Regions from separate parts of the Gossypium arboreum genome. Here region 1 is linked to region 2. A link is a contact called in public Hi-C data. All regions are on one chromosome and are shown on one strand. The core of a region is the stretch at or near the end of the contact, and the rest is flanking DNA. Distances in the headings are between cores, read along the strand shown.

What was found. A called contact is a pair of places that touch in the nucleus more often than the background predicts.
Region 1: a contact with region 2 is called in a Hi-C map of leaf, with 3 times the contacts expected there. The contact joins the enhancer-like site here to the promoter of LOC108464045 in region 2. A contact is called at or near these places in 2 of 5 Hi-C or Micro-C datasets (both in leaf).

What each region holds. Positions count from the first base shown.
Region 1 is chr13:107,416,864-107,421,234 of ASM2569848v2, forward strand. No RefSeq gene overlaps it. Among protein-coding and RNA genes, the nearest start is that of LOC108463835, 18 kb to the right of the region's middle. Within about 2 kb of position 2,623, at least 2 of the 2 cell types and tissues checked have an H3K27ac peak or open chromatin away from gene starts, as enhancers often do. A contact at or near this core is called in leaf, where this site is marked.
Region 2 is chr13:107,281,177-107,285,980 of ASM2569848v2, forward strand. LOC108464045 reads left to right here and starts at 1,501. Exons shown (of 4, transcript XM_017764123.2): 1 at 1,501-3,820; 2 at 4,018-4,228; 3 at 4,482-4,560. The coding sequence starts at 1,920. The coding sequence ends at 4,553.

The DNA.
Region 1 (4,371 bases), core at 1,373-3,872, 140 kb after region 2:
GAAATAAAGTTTGGGAATGCCATATTAAATTGGTTTGCAATCACTTTAATCACTAACTTATATAGGACAGAGCAAAGACTAACGGGTCGAAATTGGCTGAAGTTCTCAAGACAGTCTTTTCTTGGAATTAAAACAATCGGAGTATTATTCAATTCTGAATCAATAGGTTTGCCTACAAAAATTCCTTGTACCCACTCACAAACAGTACTATCAACGATATCCCATTGGCTCTGGAAAAAGGGTGTGTAGTATCCATCACTTCCAGGGCTTTTAGCGGAGCCATATCGAATAAAGCCCTCTTAATCTCAACATTTGTTACTTGTTTCCCTAAAAAAGAAATATTCGAAGAACCAAGGCTAGGGAAAACATCGGATGGAAGATCTCTCATGGGTTCTGAGACTTCTCCATACAATCTCTCAAAAAACTCAATGCCTTAGTTTGAAGTTTGCTCTGATCAAAACACCACCCTCCACTATTGAGTCGTAAGGCCATGATGTGATTAAGCTTCCTTCTTTGTATCATGCGGCTATGAAAGAATTTTGTATTCTTGTCCCCTAAATAAAGCCAGTCACACCTCGCCTTTTGTCTCCACAATAATTTCTCATGGTTAAGCACATTTTCCAACTCATCACAAATCTCCATTTCTTATTGGACTAAATGATTTGAATCAGAGTGGTCTAAAGCTACTTGGACTATAGAAAGCTTTCTCATGAGATACCTCTTACTGGAACCTAGGAATCTATAAACATTCCCATTCCAATCTTTAATAAACGAAGTAAAATCAGTAAGAGTGTCAGCCATATTACCCACACAGTTCCACTTATATTTGACAAAATATGATAAGCTTGTGTGTTTAGTCCACCTCACTAGAAACCTAAAAGGTCTTCCTCCAGCCAAATTTAGATCTGGTCTTATATCTAGAAGGATGGGTCTATGATAAAATTTCATGCAAAAAAGGTGAGAAACTAAACATTGAAGGAAATTTGTCACCTAAGCATTATTAGCCAATGCCCAATCTAGTATTTCAAACGTACCTTCTCCTTGTTAAGTAAATGAAGGACCAATGTATCCCAAATCCTGCAAATCATAAGAATCAACAAAATTTCCAAAAAAAATTTGCATCTCTTTTCGGTCGCACAGCAACTTTTTTATCATCAAGTGAAAGAATAGTATTGAAGTCACCTATTATTAACCAAGGAGAGAAAATATGTAGTAACACAAATTTCAAACCATCCCAAAGTAGTCTTCGTTTCTTCGTATCAGGATTACCATAAACAAATAAGATAAAAAAGGAATTAGTAGAAAAAATATCATCAGCATGAAGGAGAATGAACTAAGGATGATTTTGGATAATTTGAATCTTAATAGAATCTTTGCAAACCACCCAGATGCCTTCTGAAAAGCCAACAGCTTCAATACGGTGAGAAAATTAGACCTTAATTTACCAATAACATAATTTTATTTTTTACTACTTATTCTCTGTTCCACAAACATCCTATATCTGGATTAAATTATACATTATATTCAGGAAAAACTCAAAGAAATTTACTGTTAGCGCACCCTTGGCAGTTCCATGAAAACAATTTTAATTTTAAATCCATAAAAAATTAAACATTAAAAAAAATTAAAAAGAGAACGATACAGTCTTACTGTCCATGAGGATCAATTCTGGCCAGATGCTCCTCTAACCTAACAAAATCACCTAAGTTGATTTCCCCTCTGTTATTAGTCAAAATAATCTCAGTCAAGTAGTTCATGGTCTCTCGCAACGGAACGCGTGAAGTTATCCAAGTTTTTGAATCTATTATATCAGCCATGATTGATTTTATTAAGTTTTTTTGTTATTTTCCTACCTCTAAGATTATCACCATTCTCTTTTCCAGATTAGCGAACCACTGCCTTCAACACAATTATTCCATTATTCCCCTCATCGTTAGAATCATATTTTTAATCTTTTTTCACCTTAAAAATCACAGCCGTGTGTTTTTTGGGGTCAAGGTTGCCGACCATCACCTCTGACGCAATACCTATCATTCCTTCTATTGTTGAGCATGGAGCAAAATTAGATTCCAAAGAATCCCCATCGTTGCCATTAAATAGCTCAAATTCTGAATCAACAGACTCATCATTCTTTATCAGATACTATTTGATGATAGTAGCTTTGGGTGTCTACTATCTTCCAAGTCCTTCTATAACCTTGTTCACCTTAGAAAATGGCATACCTTCAAGTGAGCCATTAAGATTCAACCGCTCATTAGTTTCTTTTATATTCTTCCTAGACTCGCCATTTCCTAAATGATTACCATTAGCCAACGTACTAGTTGCACCAAGCCCAACAGGCAACCCACTAGCAGCTCCATTTGATCTCACCAGGCCAGCAATATTTTTAAAACCCAATTTATTAGGTGAACCTTTGTCCACTAATTTACTTACCGGATGACCGTTGCTTTGCCTTAAGGTTTCTTTTTTGATGGTCCCCATTCATTATTCCTTTCCCTTTATTACGTCGATTGTCAATCACCTCGGTTTGATAACCAGAAAAAACCCTAGCATTTAGTTCCAACTCCATCAATACTTTAAACTTAAACATTCCCTTGTTCTTCGCTAGATTTTTAGCATTCAACTGCAGGGGATCCCTAGCCTTTCACCTAGATTTCTTTTCCACTAACATCCATGACCCGTAAGTTTTTCTGTTCTCCAACATGTTGTTGATAGCTAAATTTTGGTTTTTTGGTGATAAACCAATTAGCAGTGATTCATCTGTGGTGTTGTGTTCATCTGCCTTGAAGGTGCACATTTCTTTAACATGTTCATTTCTTCTACACTAAAAGTAAACCATCAGAAAAAATTCATATTCAAATATTTTAACTTTGCCATTAATTAAAATTTTAGAAACCAGAGGCCTCTCCAAGTTGATATAGACCACTATCCAGATAAAACAGCCTCTTACTCTGTTATAAGTTTTCATATGCAATTTGGTACCTTCTCGATCATTCCTCCTATTTCCCACAAAATCTTTCATTTGTACAAGTATCCTGTCAAACCAGGAAGCCTGATCCATGAGATTACTACCTTCGAAAAATTTTGTATTGGACTGAAGAAGGTGGTCCATGGTTGTACTGTCAAGTATTGGCCAAACACAATCCAGGGACCCCTAGAAAAGACCTTCTCACAATCAAGCTTATTCTGGAATTTGACTAGAAAATATCCATTTTCTGTGTCCATCAAATGGAATGGTGATGAGAGCTTTCATAAGCTATAGACTTTATTCTGCAGGACTGAATAACCAATATTACGCCCTAAAAGTTTCAAGATCATTGTGTTTTTCATATCTTTAATGAGGATTTGATGGATCTGATCTAAAAACTCAATGTAAGGGATACCATTCACTATAGACTTTTGGATATCTCCTTCCAATAAATCAAAATCCTCTTTCTCCTCTAATCCATTCCTATTGAATTTGGAAGATTGGCTTACTAGCTTGTCTTTCCAAGAGCTTATCTGTTCAGCACTCAGATCCATCACCATATCGTTACCTCTATTTCCATCTTTATCTCTAAAATGAATCTTGTCAGGGATCAAGCCTTCCATCGAGAATTCTCTAGAACCAATAACAATATTTTCACAGAGAGAAGACATGAGACTCCCTCAATATCAATTTTTTTCCTAAATTCCATCTATACTATTATTTAAGTCTCTAACTGAGTTGGTTTCACGAGTTAACCATGCATCAATTCAGTTAGGGAAATTATAGAAATATCCTTCTTTAATTAAAATAAATTATATTATGTGAGGGTATTTTAGTCTTTTATTTAAAACCCAATAAATATATATATATGGTCGGATTCGAATCCACACTAATTAGATTAGTAAAACCTTAAATTTAGTACTCAAGTAAAGTTTCATTTGACTTTGACATATGTTTTAATTGTAATATGCATAATTTATTACCTTCTTTAGTTGTATATCTATACTATAATTTAATATGATGTATTCATGTGTTTAAATTTAATTTTACTCACAATTTAATCTAATTTTTAATATCGTACATATTTCATGTGGTATTATGATTATTTAGTTTCAAACCATACGTTTTATTATATATTGTATGTTATTTTGTTGGAATTAAGTGACCGAATCCTTATTTAAATGAAATACAATGGTAAAATAAAATAAAAGTAAAATCCATATAGAACTATATTTCTTTTATTTTATTTTAGAATAAGGTTTTTTAAACCTTATTAAATTCCATCTTTTTTATATTGATTAGAATAAGGTGTTTCAACCTTACTACGCTCTTATTAGAATATGGTTTTACAAGCCTATAAATAGCCATAGTCTACTACTCTTGTAATTATTCGAATTCAACAT
Region 2 (4,804 bases), core at 251-2,750:
TCATGGGATATGCTAATTTTTTGAGGAATTAAATATGTTAAATTTAGTTCTTTTATTTAAAAATTATATAAAAGATAAAAATAATATAATAATTTAATATAAAATAAATGATACCCAATTAACTTATGATACCAATTTAATTAGAAATTTTAGAAATTTAAATAATAGTATAGATATATTTATATCGATATTTAGAATATCACTTTCCTATGGCAGCTTTCTTACCTTCCACACGATCTAGGAAATAAAATTACAATCTTTGTTATATACATAAAAATATTAAATAAAATTATTAAAAAATTATATTGTCAGATTGAGTTATTAAAATAAAATACTCTGATGAAATTAAAATACAATTTCTTTTTCAATTTTAATTTTAATGATATTTATTAGATTAACAAGCACATAAATTACTTTATTTTATTAACTTATTTATTTTAAGTAAAAATAAAATCATATATTTATCTCAAAATTAATGTACGACTGTATTGAAAATAAATTATAATTATTTACTATTTATTTGAATTAAAAATAAAATAAAATAAAATTTAATTTGATGGCACTCAAAATAAATTCAGAATTAAAATTTTAAGGTTTTACAAAGGAAAAGGAAATATTAGATAAAGATAAAGAAGAAAGTCTTTTTCTAAAATATTTCGAAGAAAATGCGGTTTTAAGAACACAAAACAAAACATATCGTGAGAATCATTGTCCGATCAAAACCGATCACTTTACATGGCTTCACTGGTAAGTTCTTTGTGGTCCAGGCGCGTGCTAACCATACACAAGCACTGACGTGTGATTCCCTACCAACAATACAAGACATGCACACACCGAATCTGAAACCAAAACCAAAACCCAAAGCATGATTTTATTTAAAAAAAGTTTAACTTTGTTATTAGCCCCTATACTTTATGAAAGTTATGTAATTAGTCTTTATACTCTAATTTGATCAATTTTAATCTCTATATTTTTGAATTGGTCAATTTTAATTCATGTAACTTTTTAAAATTTAAATTTTAGTCCTGACCAAAATCATAGCTTTAAATTCGTTTGGTTAAATTCAATTACTAGTTATGGATTATGAATACAGTTGTAAATTTAGTTCATATACTCTAATTGAATTATTTTAAATCCTATATTTTCAAAATTTGATATTTTAGTCTTGACATAAATGATAGTCTTTGATTTATTAATTGAAATTTTAGTGAGTGATATGTGGAAGTAATATACTAACATGTCATTATATATATTATAACATGTTTGGCGATTAGATTTTAAAAATAATAGAACTTAATAAATTTAATACTTATTTATTTGGTAAGGACTGAAAATTTGAAGTTTGAAAAATATAGGGCTAAAATGATTAAATTAAAGTATAAGGAAAAATCCACAATTTTAGCAAAGTACAAGGACTAATAGCACAATTTAACCTAGAAAATTTACAAAACAAACAAAGGTAAAAGCAAAAATGATCAAAAACTAAAATATCCTGCTTTCTTCTTTTTATTAATAAATAAATGAAAGAAATAGTAGTTAAATTAAATGAAATTAATTAGGGATTTTCATTTTTCCTTGTTGGATCTGGAACCCTAAAAATTAAAGCAGATGATATTCTTCTTCATCCAAGCACGCATCATCCAAATTCAATAAAATAAAAAAAAAACCAAACAAACAAACAAAAGAAGGTTTGATTTTGATTTTTCACTATCAATCATATATTTCATTTCGTGGATTCCCCAACTTATTGCTACTTCTACCCTTAATTTCACCTCCCGATATGTCTCTGTTTTGTTTTACATCTTCAGCTCTAAATTGGAAGTGATAGAGTAAATACACAGATATTATCTCTTGTTTATTTCTTGGGTTTTCCTTCATTTTCGATACTGCGTTGTGCAGATACTTGGTCTGCTTCAAACATGCATGCTAGACATAGAACCGCTGGGAATGACTATAGGTCTAATTCTATGGCGATGGGGGTTTCCGCCTCCCGGATATCCCCTGAAACATCGGGTAGAGGCCATGGGTTTTACAATTCAGAGTACCGCAACTTCAAGCGTGGTTTTGGGCGTGGTCAAAGCCACCCGAAATCGTTTCAACCGCATCCGCTCCCAGCACGCGAAGGCACTGACATATTTATGGAAGCTGGCCGTCTTGCGGCGGAATATTTGGTCTCTCAGGGGTTATTGCCCCCAACTGTGCTACCTGCTAAATGGCAGAACGGTAGGTTGAAGAAGCAAATGGGGGATTATCAAGACTATAGGTCACAAGAGGGTGATAACTTGCACGTTCCCTATGATGGCCGAACATCGGCACTTGCTCGTCTTAGAAATGCTAATTCTGATTTGGGTCCAGGCAGGAGGAAGTACCTTGATGATAATAACTCCACATGGTCTAAAAATCTTTCTAAAGGAAGAAGGAAAGAGGGATCTTACCGGGGTCGAGAATATGGGGGAAGTGGGTCATGGTCTGATCGGATTCGGGGTTCTCCTGACTTGGAGATTGATGATGATAATGTTTCTGGACATCATGAAGAGCCACAGGCTGGTAAAGATGTTGGTAATGGATTGCAGAAGTCTGTTTCGAACGAGTTTGCTCCTAAAGGTGAAGAATTAGATAACTTTGATGTTAAGTACAATCTAGAGGATGAATTGAGCTTAAAGGCAAGTTCTTCTGGTGCCGAGAAAGATCTAAAGTCTGAAACTGATGGAGAACTCCAGAAGAGATCGGATGAATCAATGGATTTTAGAGCTGAGGCTGTAGAACTGAAGGATGGCGGCAATGATAATGTTGAAACTGAAGAGGAGGGTATCTTGAATGATTCATCTTTCAAGCATTCTTCTACAGAGGATGATATCTCGGGGAAGACTGGTGCAGATTTACTGGCCCTCTGCAAATTTGCTAAGGTGCCTACTAAAACACGTTCTTCCTTGACATTGAAGAACTTAAAACCGGACTCAGTTTCAACCATTGAGCAGGAAGGTGTTTCTGATTTTGAATCTCCAAATGTTCCTCAAGCATTGCTTGAAGACAACTCTCTGGGAGGTTCCTCTGGTGATCTGCTATTAAATAAAACTCAGGATTCGAAACCTGATTCTGAACTTTCGAAAGACTTGTCAGTTCATTCTTTCGGCTTGGATCACATGTATGGTGTTGAGCAGGGTAAGTGTACAAGGTCTCAGTCTTTCCCAGATAGAGTCCTATTGCATGACACTGAGGAGGAATTGGCTCAGGAGATGCCTGGACTCCAAAGATCCTGCTCTATGGTTGTAATTGAAGAGAGAGGTGAAAAACGAGGTTTGGAGCAGAGTGATTTGAGAGAGGGAGCCAAAAAGCCAAGAGAATGGCTTCAGCCTGTGACTACAAAGGCTGAGTTCCTTCCCTTTTCTGATTTTGATGATAAGAAAGTAGGCTCAGTAGAAGGCACAGCTTCGCCTTCTGAGAAAGTTGGTGTGATTGTAGAACGAGGGATCCAAGACAGCTTGGTTACTACTTCAAGTTTTCCTGATGGAGATGGTGAATCAAGTGTCAGTTATGTACAAGAAAAGCAGCTTTTTCCAAATGCATTCAAGATATGTGACCTTAATCTGATGGAAGCGTCTGATATAAATGAAAGTCATCATAATGATCCAATTATTATGTACTCCTCCACTTCAGAAACCAAAAGTGAAGCAGCAACAATTGATATTGATTTGTCAATGAGTAACTCCAACTCTGGTGGTGGTAATAGGCATACAAGTAACTGCAAGGAGATTGAAGTAATTGATCTAGAGAATGATTGCACCCAAGAAGACAAGGCTGTTGATACTTTGGAGAGGAAGTAAGTTTTTACCAGTACGCTTTATTCATAATTCTGCTCAGATGTGCCCCTCAGGCATACAAGTATTGATGAAATGATCTTCACAACTTGGTTTTCTGTTATTTGTCCCCTTCATACTAAGTGCAAATTGCCTCATGCAGCAACTAATTCCTCTAGTCCCCCATCTTCATCTTAAATTTGACTTGTTTATTGTGTAGGAGTGAACCAATGTTTGTGAGCATGAATGGTGATATGACTGATGTACCAGATCAATATGATGGGCTTATGATCACAGAGTTCCTCCAAAATTTTTCCAATTGCCCCCCTGATGATATAAATGCTCACCCTCTACAAAATGAAAGCATTAACAGTCTGCAGACTGAGGACATCAATCCTCTGCAGAATGAGATGGGCCTACATAATGGAGAGGTACAACACTAATTGCTGTGGTAGGATGTTCATTCTGTGTACAAATCCTTATGTTATTTACACCTGGCATCTTGATACTAACTGACCTTAATATTAATGAAAAATTTGAGTTTTCCTATAAGTTAAGTTTCTTTAAAGATTGATATTGCAATGGTGATTATTAGTAGTTTTTATAAGAATAGCTATACTAAAGCATTTCAGTTGAATAAGTTAAGCATTTGCTTGATGAGTAATATGTTGCATTTTTTTTCAGGGAACTCTTGCCGACGACGACTCGATATATATGTCCCTGGGGGAAATACCATTAAGTATGCCTCCTATTTAATTTTCTGGTTTGTTTTCTTATGGCTCTAGTCTGCAGTTGACCCATGTGATCTGTCAGTACATTCATGCATCAATTGAATATCGCGGAAACATGATAAATGTTTAAAAGCAGCTAAAGGAAAGAAAGAAAATACAAGGAAACCACTTTCTCTTTTAGGCTCTTTTTAGAGGACTTCAGAGAATTTATTTTTCATTTCTTCTTTAATTTTCACCATTTCGTATACTGCTTTTGCTAAAAGGGATTAGATTAGT